Linked DNA regions of Mus musculus: region 1 is linked to region 2. Evidence: chromatin contacts called from public Hi-C data. All regions are on one chromosome and are shown on one strand. The core of a region is the stretch at or near the end of the contact, and the rest is flanking DNA. Distances in the headings are between cores, read along the strand shown. Region 1 has its middle 67 kb from the start of Gm38759. Region 2 holds the start of Trim25 (tripartite motif-containing 25).

Region 1 (7,146 bases), core at 912-3,411, 190 kb after region 2:
TGGCTTCAAGATGAGCAGATTCTCGCATATACAAGCTTTTGTTGTATAAACCTTGCCCCACAAGTTACCCATGATTGGTCAATAAAGACGCCTACAGCCTGTAGTTGGGCAGAAAAGGGGTAGGCAGGGCTTAGGTTCCTGGGCTTGGGGACTGAGGCAGGAACCATGAGTAGGGAGAAGAGGGAGGAGAAGACAGAATTGCCATGAGATAGATAGAATGTGAGCGCATAGCCACGAAGGCCAGCCTGTTGCAGTAGGAATGGCCCAGATGGAATATGACAAGTGATATACTGGGGTTGATGACAGGAAAGTAGACAGAATAGCAGCTCTGGTGTGTTAAGGTTATTATAAACATAAAGGTTTGTGTCTTCAATTTGGAAACCAAGCAACCTAAGGTGGGATAGGAACCCCCAAATAATATTTACCACAACATGTAACTTTCTTCACTTTTCCCTCCCTTTCCTTCCCTCCCCTTCATTCTTTATGTCCTCCAAACAAAGAAAATAATTGAATTCACGGACTACCTTTTATTTTTAGTTTAAAACAAAATAGGTCTATCAACGTCCCATGAGGGGACAAAAATGAGTTAAAGAGACGGATTGACCTACTTAAATGGAGGGTGCTAACGAGGGAAATGATATTAATTTCAGGACAAAAATCTTTCTCCTGACATTTCTGAGAAGTAGTACACTTGCGTTGCCTCTGAGTATTCCTGGGAAAGTCACACCATACTCCTGGGAAAGCCAAGCCGTAGTTGGTAGGCCATGTGTGGACTATGGGATGGGTGGCTCAGCATGGACTTGCTTTTTTTTGGGGGGGGGGTTGTAGAATTTATTCAGTGACTTGGTCCCTGGGAGCACCCACCCAAGCCAGCTGTTTGAAAAGTGAGAAGCCAGCTAGGGCCTGCTGGCTGCCTCAGTCTCTCTTCTCCCCAAGTGAGCAGGTTCTGACTTTAAAAGAACCCCCCCCCCCCCGCACCTTCCTGGCTGCCCACTGATTGCCCTGGGTCTGTGACAATGATAGTGGCCAGCTGCCAAGGGCCCAGGCTCCAGCCCAGGCAATTCCTTTGCTCCCACCTGCTACTTGAGTCTGCACTCTGGCTCTGTGCCCAGTGATTCTCTAGCACGGAGACATGAGATGCGGGTTTCAGAGTCAGGCAGAGCCCGTCTATGCCAGCATCTCAGAGGTTAGCCCTACAACCTGAGGCAAGCCAGAGAACCTTCCTAGGGTCTGTGTCTGTGAGAAGGAAGGGAACATGACGTACACTTCCCAGAGCTGTTGAGCGATAGGACTCTGATCACAGAGTGACTTATAAGAGAGCACTCACTAAATGGCAAGTGCTTCTCTTTGTGGTGAGAGATTTGGGTTCCGTGTCTGGGGTGACTTTATATCAGTGTGTGTCCTGTACGTGTGTGTGTGTGTGTGTGTGTGTGTGTGTGTGTGTGTGTGTATGTATGTGTGTGTGTGCACATAGGAGCATGCAGGTGTCTGTGCCTATGTGTGCACATGCAGAGGCCAGAGCAGGATTTTGGGTATGTTCCTTTTACTGCCTTGAGATAGACTCTCTCACTGAACCTGAAGCTCACTCTCTCTCAGCTGGACACTCTCAGTGTGGGAAATCTATCTGCCTCTGCATCCTCTAGTGCACCGGTTCCAGGCACATAGAACTATGCCCGGCGTTTTAACTGCGTGCTGGGATTTCAAACTCAGGTCGTCATGTTTGTGGAGCAAGATTTCTTATACACTGAATCATCTCTCCAGGCCCTCTATGCCTTTTCAAAGCTGCAACCTCCTCTCCACATCTTCTTGGGGCAGAAATACATTCCCTGCTGGTAGATGAGACGACTGGAGATAGAAGAAGACATGAGGAACCACCAACCATACCAGCCAGGAAGCAGCAAAGGCTGGCTTCGAACCCAGTGCACCCCGGGTTTTGAATCCCAGTTCCGGAAAGCCACTGGGGCGGCCTCTTTGATCTCCCAAAGCTGCTGTCCAACAGTGTGCCAAGGGGAGGGCGGAGAAGCTGCTCTCCAGGCCAGCCCCTCCTCACCCGCCGCCCAGGGCCGGCTGGCGGCCAGCGGGAGGCATTCCAGAGGCTGCCTGCCTGTGCTCACGCCTGAGGAATGTCTTGCGAAGTCGCGCCTAAGCCCTCTGTGTCTGACTCATCATCTCTCCGTCTCCAGGAGTGTCAGAGAAGAGCTCCCTTAATCCCTCCTGTCCTCGGTCCCAGGCTTTCATTTGTCAAACTAAAAATATTCCCTCCAGGAACCTCCTTTAGCCAGGGGCTGAAGGAGGTACAAGGGGGATGACATTTTCAGCGTCACTTCCTGACAGCGCCTCCCTATTGTTCCCTGGGCCAGGGGCAGCCAGCGGCAGCGAGGGGCCTCTGTCATTTTTGGGCCATAGCCAGCAGTCCAACTTTTTCTTCTGTAAGCACCTTCCTTTTTCCATGCGGGGAGGGAAGCTGAGATGGCCCGTCAGCCTGACAGGCAGCCTTGCCCCTGGTCCCTTGGGGCTGCCTCGTGATTCATGCCAGGTGAGGACTCTAGAAATGCCAAGTTCATTTCCTTTGCCGCCCGAGGGGAGGGTGGGCTGGCACGGTTCGTACTTGTCTGCGAGGCTGGTTTAACTACTGATGAAGAGGTGGGGAGTTTGAAGGTAAAGGAGAAAATGAGGAAATCCAGTGTGCTGGTGTCTTAGTTGAGACAGATAGTCATGGGCTCCCTGCGTGGGAAGGTAGCGACGGAGGGTAGCTGATGAGGCTTGCCTCTCTTTCCTTTCCTCACCTTGTTACTCCTGGCACAGCCACACTCCTCACGCTCCACACATTAACCTGGTCAGAAATCTTGGCTCAAAGGGATAAAGCGACCTCCTTGGGACACTGTGGGTTCTCCTTGGCTGGTACTTGCTCACTGGTCAAATGGTGCAGCAGCTCAGATTTGCAGGTCCTGATTCCATCAACAGAAGCCGTGTGAGCCCCAGTGAGGTTCCTCACCTCTGAGCCTCATCACAGCCTTCTTCACCTGTGGACAGCGCCTGTTCCCCCAGGCTTTCATGAAGACGTAAACTGAATTATATGCTGCTCACCACTTAATGAGGACCGAGTCTAAACTGTTCCAATCACTATCCTCCCGTAAGACTCAACAACAGAACCTGCTACACCCTTGCAATCAGGAGCCCTGGCTATAAGTTCATTAGCCTTTACTACTATGTGGCTTGAGGCAAATCCCCTAACATGGGCGGGTCACATGCGCTTATTTGTGACAAGCAGGGTTTGGACCTGCTTTCCTCTTCTTGGACCTAAAAATTCCTCAATTGTGGGCATGCTCAGTATTAGATGCCAATGGAAAGTTTCTTCCTTGTGTGTTATTTAATTTTTTTTCCCTAAACAAAGAGAGGACGCTTATTTGACTCACTGTTTTGGAGATATTATTAAGTCAAAGGGTTACATCTGGTGACAGCTGTCTTGCTGGCAGAATTCCAAGGTGGCTCTCAATCTCACATAGTAAGGAGCATATGGGGTCTCCTTCATCTAAGGGACTGCTTGCTATGGGCTGAATTGTGCAATCTCCCCCACCCCCCCATCCCAAATTTGCAGATCGAAGCCCTGACCCTTAATGTGACTTACAGACTTCAGGAGGTAGTTGAGGTTAAATGAGGTCATGAGAATGGGACTCTGATCCAGTGGGTAAAGAAGTCAGAGGACTGTCTCCTCCCCAGGTGAGGACACAGTGAAGAGGCAATACGTATAAGTTGGGAAGAAAATGAACCCCAACACCCCAACAGACCTTGACCTTGGCTCTTCAACCTCCAGCCTGTTAGCAAGTAGATGTAAGCTCTCTCTGTGGTGTTTTGTTATGGCAGCCAGTGCTGGCTCATACATGCTGCAGGAAGCACACTGCAAACCCTTGACGACGCTCACAGAGCTAAAGAGGAATGGCAGAGTTTCTGCGAGAGGAGGGAGAAGCCACTCACACTGCATGCTTGGCAGCCAGAGACCATGAACTGAAGCAGCTCCGTTTTCTATGGTGAGCAGGGAAGAGCTCAGGGTCTGGAGGCTGAACCTGAGCCTGTGTGACTGTAGGTAAGGTGACAGACCTCTTTAGGTCTCCTTTCTCAACGTGTCAAATGTGTCACTGCTGTCACTGTGGGCAGCATCAAGAGCAGGCACTGGATAAATGCCAACAGCAATCATATATTACCCAAATAATACTATCTATATATCCATAGCTGTTACTGGCATTACTCATCTCACTTACATAATTCACTTCATCTAGTTGAGAAAGCAAGAAAGAAAGAAGGAAGAAAAGAAAGAAAGAAAGAATGAATGAATGAAAGAAAGAAACAAAGAAGAAAGCTGTGCTTATCCTGACTGGCACCCTTGCTTCTCATATCAGAAACCCTCCTCCTTTCCTGAAAGCTTATTTGCATGGCTTCCAGTCCATTGGGAAGTCCTATGGATGTCACAAGAGAGTACAGCTTTGCCACACTGGTTGCTGGAGCAAGGCCTATTCTGAGACAATCTCAGTTTTGGAATTTATGGTGGTCGGAGCCTCCAATTCACTCCCATTGGAAGGCTCCTGCTGGGGAGAACTCTTCATGTCATTTGTGTTCAAGTCATCCTACTATATGACCTAGATTCCTAACGTATTTGAATGACTTAAATAAAAATGATTAGTGATCCGGAGTTGTGGAGATAGCTTAGTGGTTAAGAACATTTGCTTCTCTGGTATGGAATTCACGTTTGATTCCCAGCATTTACAAGGCAGCTCCTAACTGTAACCCCAGCCCCAGCCCCTCTCCTGGCCCATTGGTGGGCATTGCATGCCTATGGTACTCAAATATAAGTGTAGGCAAAACACCTAAATACATAAAATGAAAAAAAAAAAGTAGTAGTCTAACAGCACTCCACAAATGGTCTAGAATAATTGCCAGCTTAGAATATAAACACAGATGGTATACTCTTCACAAACGTTAACCACAAAAGGGCCATAGATTTCACCACACAACACCAAACTACAAAGCTCCTGAAAGATAACGTAGAAGAGAATCTTGTGACCTCAATTTTTTTTTTTAGATACCACACAAAGGCATTGTCTATGAAAGAATTAACGGGTAAGCTGGCTTTCATTAAACGAGAAACTTGTGATTTGTGAAAGACAATGTCCAGAGAAGGAGAAGACAAGACACAGTGGGCAAGGAAATATTTGCAACGGCCACATCATCAGACCGTCATCCGAGACACACAAAGAGTTCTTAAACTCAGCAGTAAAAAAAAAAGAAACAAACAACCTGATTGAAAAAAAAAATGGGTCAAAGACTTTAACAGACACCTCAGCAGAGAAGGTCCACAGATGGCTAACAAGGTGGGGGCTGTTCTACCCCAGATGCTCTTAGGTAGGAAATGCCAACGAGGACAGCAGTGAGATACTACTACATACCCGTTAGAACGCCCTATATCCAGAACACGAACCCCACCAAACAGTAAACAGGATGTGGAGCAGCAGGACCATCCATTCATGACTGGTGGGAACACAAGTGGCAGAAGCCACATTGGATGAGAACATGGCTTTTTCTTTTTCTTTTTCTTTTTCTTTTTCTTTTTCTTTTTTCTTTCTTTCTTTCTTTCTTTCTTTTTTTTTTTTTGGAAAAAAAATAAAATCAAACATATTAGTCAGGAAAAGAACCTATTAACCAGTGAAAGAACTGATAGAATGAAAAAAAAAATTACCTTCCTAAATCAGTTTATGTCAAAATTTCAACAACACCTGTCTCACCCTGGAGGGGCTAAGAACCCAGTAGTTGTTCAGTCCCTGAAGCTTAGCTGTCCCAGTCTGGTGTTGAAGATCTAGAGGGTTCCTGGAGAGCCACTAGGTCCTCAGTCAACTTTGGAAGTCTGGAAATATGGGTTGCTGTCATTGAGGAAGCAGCAGAGAGAAGGTGGGAAGTAAGAAGGAAAGTCAAGAAGGCGAAAGGTGAATACTTTTCCTGCTAGGCTTTTTAAAAATATCTGGACTGCAATTGGAAGATGCCACCACATTTAGGGTGGGTCTTCCCACATCAATTAAGACAATTGAAGAATTCCTCAGGTGAGAGTCCCTGCTTAGGTTATTCTAAATTGTGGTAAGTTGACCTGTAAAAACCAATCACCACACATACTTTTACCTTGCGATCCAGGAACCACATTCTTTGGCATTTACCCAAAAGAGTTGAAAAGTTATTCCTCATTCATTCATTCATTCATTCATTCATTCATTCATTCATTTTCCCTTCTCCTTCCCCTTGCCTCTCTCTTCAAAGCTCTCCAAAACCGAACTCCGGCACACAGTTGTGACTCATCAGCTTTGTTTATGATTTCACAGACTTGGGAGGAGCCAAATCTCCTTCAGAAGGTGAAAGGATAAATAAACCATAGCTTCGGCCCCCGAATAAATTATTTACGACCTCACAGAAATGCACGGTGGAGATATAAGGCAAGGTTTATCATCTAAACCGCAAATTTCTGAGTGGAAAACATAGGTACTGGGTGATTCTGACCACAGGACATTCTGAGAAAAGCAAGACTGTAGGGCTCTCGACAGTAAGAAGATAAATGAACGGCAGGGTTAGAAAGGGGTGAGGGAGGAAGAGGTATTTCACAGAGGATTCTTTCTGCTTGTTTGCTTTAAAAAAAAAATTGGCCGGGCATGGTGGCGCACGCCTTTAATTCCAGCACTCCGGAGGCAGAGGCAGGAGGATTTCTGAGTTTGAGGCCAGCCTGGTCTACAAAGTGAGCTCCAGGACAGCCAGGGCTACACAGAGAAACCCTGTCTCGAAAAAAACCAAAAAAAAAAAAAAAAAACCAAAAAAAAAAAAAAACCAAAAAAAAAAAAAAAAAAGAACCAAAAAAAAAAAAATTTGTGACAGGGTCTCACTATGTAGCACTGGCTGTCCCGGAACTCACTATGTAAACCAGGCTGGCCTCAAACTCACAGAGATTTGCTAGCCTCTGCCTTTTGAGGGCTGGGATCAAAGATGTGCATCACCATGTCCTGCACACAGAAGATTCTTAAGGCAGGGAGACTGTTCATCTAGTGATGGCTACAGGCTTAGATACATTGATTGAGCTCTTACGACACACAGCATCAAGTACTAGGACTGACTCTT
Region 2 (7,299 bases), core at 4,536-7,035:
TTATGAAAGTGACCTGACCTAGACTGCACTGCCTGACCTAGATATCTTCATTAGTGTATAGAGCATTGTCTCTCAGGAGCACAGTAAGCTTGTGTTTCTCTGACATTTAGCATCCAGCACGCGTGTGGTAAATGTGGTAAAGGTTTGTGTCCACATGGTGGCACTCTCGAGAGGTGGAACCCTTTGAAGGCCTGAGTGTTACTCACGGAGGAAGGGTGTAGCTTCCTCTAGCCTTGAGTAGGCTGGCTTTGACCTAGCCACTGAGTATGAGACCACCTGGGGTGGAGCCTTCCAACTTATAAGGCTCTATTGTTCTGTCACCTGCTGCTGCTCTTCTCTAAGACACTGGTACCTGCTGGGAGGCCCTTGAGATATTCCGGAGACAGCATCCAGTAGATCTACCTACAGGCTGGCGACAGGCACCAAGAATGGATTGGCGGGGGATGGGCCTCCCCCCTTTATAAGCACAGACTTTTAGTAAACTTTGTGGGGGCCTTGAACAGAAACATGTCGTGGCCTCCATCATTTCTCTCGCCGTTTCCTTCCATACAGCTCCAGCCTCCCACTCAGGAATCCAGTTAGTGTGGCTGCAGGCAGCTACAGGTGGTTACAGGAGGGTACCCCATACTGACAGGCTTCCAGAGGCGTGGTGAGGTTTTGCTCGGCCAGGCATGCCTGCTACTATGTGCTTCTGCAGGACAGACTGGAAGGAAGGCGACCAATTGATCATAAAGTAGCACCCCAAAAAAGTCAGGGTTCACCCTTTCCTGTTACTCTGTCATCCCTGGTATTCATCATCATCATGAGATGCTGACTAACATAATCTCTGTAAAAAAAGAGCAATTCCTGACTGTGGTTATAACTCAATCTCGTGCTTGCCTAAAACACACAAAACCCTAGGTTTGATCCCCAACGTTACACAAATTGAGTGTGGTGGCACATGCCTATAGTTAGTACTTTGGAGGTGGAGGGGGAAGGGTCAGATGTTCAAGGTCATGCTCAGCTATATAGCATAGTCATTTTGGGCTGCAGGAGACCCCGTTTAAAAAAGGAAAAAAAAAAGAGGAAGAGGAAAAAGAAAGAAAAAAAGGAGGGTAAGCCTCCAGGATGGGTCATCAGATGAAGGCGATTGTAGCCAAGGCTGACAGCCTGAGTTCTGTCCACGGAATCCACATTGGAAAGGAATCGTCTTCCTCAGGTTCTCCTCTCACCTTTACATGGACACACACTCGCGAGCACACACAGACACACACACACAGACACACACACACACACACACACACAATTTAATTTGTTTGTTTGTTTGTTTTTCGAGACAGGGTTTCTCTGTGTATCCCTGGCTGTCCTGGAACTCACTTTGTAGACCAGGCTGGTCTCGAACTCAGAAATCGGCCTGCCTCTGCCTCCCAAGTGCTGGGATTAAACAAATACCACCATGCCCGGCACAATATAATTTTAAAAATGAAGCTGGGAGGTGGTGGCGCACGCCTTTAATCCCAGCACTTGGGAGGCAGAGGCAGGCGGATTTCTGAGTTCGAGGCCAGCCTGGTCTACAGAGTGAGTTCCAGGACAGCCAGGGCTATACAGAGAAGCCCTGTCTTGAAAAACCAAAATAAATAAATAAATGTTAAGAAAAATGAGCAAATCAAATCCAGCAATATATAAAATGATAATACACATGCCCTTTGGTTGTCCCAGGAGGTTGGGAGTACATTCCATTCATACAGTGGGGATGCTAGCCAAATAAGGCAGAAAAGCCCTCCGGATCAGTGCTGATTAAACCAACGAGAGTTTCTCCATCAAAACACGATCGTAGTATGGGAATAAAAAGAGAAGCTTCTTAGATGTCTTTACATTTATTTTATGGTTAGGAATAACCTTGGCAGAAGCCGGAGGAATTTGAGGTTAGTCTGGGCTATATAATGAGGATCTTTTTCAAAATCTGGAGACAGTAGGAGATTGTTTTTAAATGTTTCCAGGCATAGATATGACAGCACATTTAAAAACAACAACAACAACAACCAAACAAAATTAAAAAACAAAAAAACAAACAGCCTGAGCTAAGAGACCTAGATTCTGGGACCTTCTCCCATCTGGAGCTCAGGCTGAGTCTGTTACAAGCCTATTGCATAGTGGGTCTTTGGTCATTTGAGCCTACACACAGTAGGCCTCTGGCTCCCCCACCCCCACCCTTAACCTTTGATCTGCACACATTCCTGCACTAAGCTACATCCCCAGCCTCTCTGGCTCTCTCTCAGCTGAGGATCAGCATCCTTCACAAGGGTGTGTTGGAACTATAGCTCAAGTTTAATGAGGGCTGCCCCGATGGATGGGAATAATCGGTGTTATATTTACAGGTAAATGAGGCTTGTTCCTCCACCTACTTTTCCTATCCTCTAGACTCAGAGCAGGAATCCTATTATGATTGCCAGCCATCACCTGGATCAGGCCAGGTATTTAGTCCTCTCTTGACCAACCAGGTCCCATTTGGCTGTGCAACATTGCTGGACGGAAGATATCAGCTATATCAAAAAACAAACACACCCTGCCAGCCGATCCCTGGTCTCCCATCAGCGGATCCCAGTAAAGGTTATGGGCCATCCTGCGCATTACCACCTGCCATGTGTGTATATAAACTAAAAGGTGGGGGAGATGTGTGGGGCTCCGGGCTTCACAGATGAGAAACCCATGCCTCCCGGGACACTCTACTTCAATGATCTCTGTATTAGAAGGCAGATCTGTTTGCCTCAGACTCCTTCAGCTCTTGCTCTGTAGCACACCTACCGTGTAATAGGTCTTTGTGACTATCTCCCCCTTGGAATTTGATAAACACGGAGCGTGCTCGGCTCTCCAAATGATCGTCATTGTCCAACCAGCCTTTCTCAACGATTCAGCCTAGAAAGAGAATTCCACATTTCCCCTTGAGTCACCAGACTCCTCCACCCACGATAATTAGGTTAGAGGTGGATTCTATACTGTTCATTTCCTGGAAACTGTCTCCTCCCTCCCTTGGCAGGCAGACAGGCAGGCAGCATTTTGTAGTAGGAAATACTTGCCTTCTGGAACCAGATAGGGCGTGTGCCAGCATCCATTGTCTTGGCTGGATTGCTTGGCTTCTCTAAGCCTTTTTGTTTCTTTTTTCTCTGTAAAGTGGGATGGTTTTATCTACTTCACAGGTTGTGGTAAGGACTCCCAGCCTTCCACCCCAGCAGAATGTTTTCTTCTTTTTCCATGCAGACAACTACCACCACCAAAATACGAACCAGAATAGATGGGATGATAAGTCTTGTGGAAACAGAAGTCCATGTGATGAAACTTAGGGGAACCAGCGCTTAGGATGTTATGCTGGGCAGCCCCAAGCTCATCCCAGCTCCTTTGTAACAGTATCCTGACCTTCACAATAAAAATGGATGTAGGATGCCCCTCTTAGGGCTTCGTAAAGGTGTCTTGGTAATATTCTCCATTTGTTTGGCACACAGTAGGTGCCTCATAAACAATGGCTATTAGATACTATGAGATATTTACCTTGTCCTTTTGGCTGCTTAACATTGTCATCCAAGGTAAACTCCCATAATCCCTCAAGGAGCTTCTTTCCCACAGTGGAATTTCCCATCAGACACTCGGATTCTCCTGTCCACCCTTCTGTTCTGCACTCAGCCCAGATTGCAGGACTGCCTTACAGAACTAAAAACAATGTAAGCCTAAATGAATGATTTTGAAAAAAAAAAATTGAAGCTTCAATATTGTGTGTGAAGGGGGCTGTCGAGATGGCTCAGTGGTTAATAGCGCCAACTGCTCTTCTGAAGGTCCCAAGTTCAAATCCCAGCAACCACATGGTGGCTCACAACTATCCGTAATGAGATCTGGCGCCCTCTTCTGGAGTGTCTGAGGACAGCTACAGTGTACTTACATATAATAAATAAATAAATCTTTTTAAAAAAATTGTGTGTGAAGGCTGGAGAGATGACTCAGCAGTTAAGAGCACTGACTGCTCTTCCAGAGGTCCTGAGTTCAATTCCCAGCAACCACATGGTGGCTCACAACCATCCGTAATGGGATATAATACCCCTCTTATGGTTTGTCTGAAGACAGCTACAATGTACATAATATAAATAAATCTTTTTTTAAAAAATACTGTATGTGCACATATAAGAGAGAAAACATTTGTTAAATTTGGGAGTCCCCAAATCCCAAGTGAGTAAAAATTTCTCTTTTTTTTTTTTTCAGTATTGAAAATTGCTAGGCAAAGGACTTTACCACCAAGCTATATTCCCAGACCCTTATTACTTAAGTGAGGGTAGGGTGGGTTCTATGTAGCCCAGGCTGGCCTTGAATTTGAGTTCCTCCTGCTTCAGTCTCCCCAGAGAGAGTTCTGGGATAATAGGTGTGTCCCACCTCACCCAATTTAAAAGTATTATAACCAATCTGGCTTAGATGAAGAAATTCTTAAGAGACACTTGTGTCTCAATCTGTTACATTATTGAAACAGTGAACCCCAGAGAAATGGGAGTTTCCTTGGAATCTCATGCTGGGAGAGACCAGAGGGAGAATTTGTCTCCTGGGAAAAGATTTCACAGTTAGTACAGCTTGTGGGACAGAACAGCTTACCAAATGAGATTGAATCCCAGACAATGATGGGCCACTGGTAGGCTGGACCAGGTCTGGACTGGCACTTAGATACAAATATTTTTGCCTTCTGTTTTAACTCTGTTCTCACTTCAGAACGGGGAAGGTGGACTTGAGGGGTTTGCTGGGTCTCTTTTTTCTGTTTTCCTCTTTTAAGTAGGCTCATTTAATTGGCTTAAGGACCGGTGGCTGGAGCTGACTTGGGGCAAAAGTTGTGACACCCAACTTTTGTAATATTAGGTTTTGTTGTTGTTGTTTTAAAGATCATCTACCATAAAAGGAACACCAGATCTGAATGGATGACCATAGGGTCCTGCCTTTAGGGCTTGGGAGGAGATTTGTCAGAGCCCACCATCAGGAAAGAAGAGGGAGCTGCATACAAAGGCAGCACAGCTGGAGGGAAGGGGAAGGGAGGGGGAAGGGAAGGGGAAGGGAGGGGGAAGGGAAGGGGAAGGGAGGGGGAACGGAGCGGGAAGGGAAGGGGAAGACAGCCACAGTCCATAGAATTGTGTTTTGTTTCTTTTCTTTTCCTTAAATTATTATGTGTATGTTATTGGGGGAGGGGGGTGTCAATTTTGTGCAGTCTTAACCAGGGTTTTAGTAATTGTGTTTAGGTCTCATATTCTGTTGTACAGCCATCTCCCCAACCCTATTTTTAGATGTTGAGACGGCCACTAACTCTCTAGCCCGGTCTGACATCGAACTCACGGCAATCCTGTTGCCTCAGCCTCCTAAGTGACTAAATTACGGGCACGAGCCACCAAGCTCTGGGTCAACAGTATTTTGTTCTGTTTGGCTTTGAGTTTTAATAAGACCGGTCCTGTTCTGGAGGGATGATTGGTGACACCTCGGGGACACAGATGAATGTTCTCCAAAGCTCTGCTGCACTGTGCTAGGACGTAGGCCCCGACCAGGAGGGTGGGAATATTCCAGCCCCTGCGACAATTCATCTGCAGAGTGCCTCTGAAACTGCACCTGGTAGCCCTTGGGTCGTGCGTCGCTCGGGTCCGCGGGGTGTGGAGAGCATCAGAGTTCCCCAGGTCCCATAATCACCTTTGGCTTCCAGCACCAGGAGGGAAGCCTCCCGCCCACTGTCCGGCCCCCAGGGACCCACGTGACTTCCTGAAGCCCCAGGGCGCCGCCCCTCCTGTTCAGTTTCGATTCCTTCCTCGCTGCTTCTTAAGTACCGCGCGGTAGGGTGCGCAGCTGTCCCTGCGCGTCACGTCGGGTGAGCCCACGAGCGCGATGGCGGAGCTGAATCCTCTGGCCGAGGAGCTGTCCTGCTCCGTCTGCCTGGAGCTCTTCAAGGAACCTGTCACCACTCCGTGCGGCCACAATTTCTGCATGTCATGCCTGGATGAGACGTGGGTCGTCCAGGGCCCGCCGTACCGATGCCCGCAATGTCGCAAAGTGTACCAGGTGCGCCCGCAGCTGCAAAAGAACACGGTAATGTGCGCGGTGGTGGAGCAGTTCCTGCAGGCCGAGCAGGCGCGGACCCCGGTGGACGACTGGACGCCTCCTGCCCGCTTCTCCGCCTCCAGCGCAGCCACCCAGGTGGCCTGCGACCACTGCCTGACGGAGATCGCAGTGAAGACGTGCCTCGTGTGCATGGCCTCTTTCTGCCAGGAGCACTTGAGGCCTCACTTCGACAGTCCGGCCTTCCAGGATCACCCCCTACAGTCGCCCATTCGTGACCTTCTGCGCCGCAAATGTACCCAGCACAACCGCCTTCGGGAATTGTTTTGTCCCGAGCATGGCGAGTGCATCTGCCATATCTGCTTGGTAGAGCACAAGACCTGCTCCCCTACGACCCTAAGTCAAGCCAGCGCCGACCTGGAGGTAGGGAGTGGCTGGTTGAGGGTATAGAGGACAGCTTGGATCAGCTGAATTGTGGAGAGGCCATCCTGGGTATCCCTGTAGTACAGTGGGTTGCTAGAGGAGATAGGCTTTGCTGGGCCAGAGATCCCATTCCTTCACAGACCTCATGGCCTTAGGCTCCGTGGGCCGCAGTCTGGGAGTTGGGCAGTAGGAAGCCATCCCCACAGACCAAACAAGTAGATTTTATATAGCCTCCCGCTCATCCATTATCGCCTGCCTTCTCCAGCCCTCTTAGTTCTATTTTACATAGAGCACAACGGAAGGCACAGGTAAGAGTGCCTGCCCCAAGTCTGTGTTTGTCCAGTGGAGTTCAGTAGTTTTGAATATTAACCAGGAACCCTGGGGGTTACCTCTCCAACCCCTTCAGATCCTGGCAGCACGAAAGGGCTGTGTCTGTTTAGTTCATTCCACAGCTCAGGGCTGTGTCTGTTTAGTTCAGGAAAACAGGCCCAGAGAAATTAGCTTAGCAGGAACCAGGCTGCTTTGAGTCACAGCTTCTGGTTTCCTTTTTCCCTGTAGACCACAGATCTGTTGAGTCCAGAGCATGGAGCAGTCTTGGAAGCTTGAGGTTAAGGGTAACAGAAGCCTCTGTTGAGGAGGGTGTGAATGGATAGTGAGTGTGAACACAGAGCCTCAGAAATCCCTGCTTGTGACTTTGGCACTGTGGTATAGCCCTTTTTTGGTTGTTTTTAAGACTGTCTCACTATGTAGTCTTAGCTGTTCTGGAGCTTGCTATATTGACCAGGCTGGCTTTGAACTCATGGAGACCTGCCTGCCTCTGCCTCCCAAGTGCTG

The links. A called contact is a pair of places that touch in the nucleus more often than the background predicts.
Region 1: a contact with region 2 is called in a Hi-C map of Sertoli cells, with 3 times the contacts expected there. The contact joins the enhancer-like site here to the promoter of Trim25 in region 2. A contact is called at or near these places in 2 of 484 Hi-C or Micro-C datasets (Sertoli cells and double positive thymocytes).

What each region holds. Positions count from the first base shown.
Region 1 is chr11:89,184,965-89,192,110 of GRCm38.p6, forward strand. No RefSeq gene overlaps it. Among named protein-coding and RNA genes, the nearest start is that of Gm38759, 67 kb to the left of the region's middle. Within about 2 kb of position 2,162, at least 119 of the 459 cell types and tissues checked have an H3K27ac peak or open chromatin away from gene starts, as enhancers often do. A contact at or near this core is called in Sertoli cells, where this site is marked.
Region 2 is chr11:88,993,618-89,000,916 of GRCm38.p6, forward strand. Trim25 (tripartite motif-containing 25) reads left to right here and starts at 5,786. Exons shown (of 9, transcript NM_009546.2): 1 at 5,786-6,465. The coding sequence starts at 5,872. Gm11496 (a long non-coding RNA gene) reads right to left here and starts at 5,819. Exons shown (of 3, transcript XR_388949.3): 1 at 5,602-5,819; 2 at 2,785-2,895.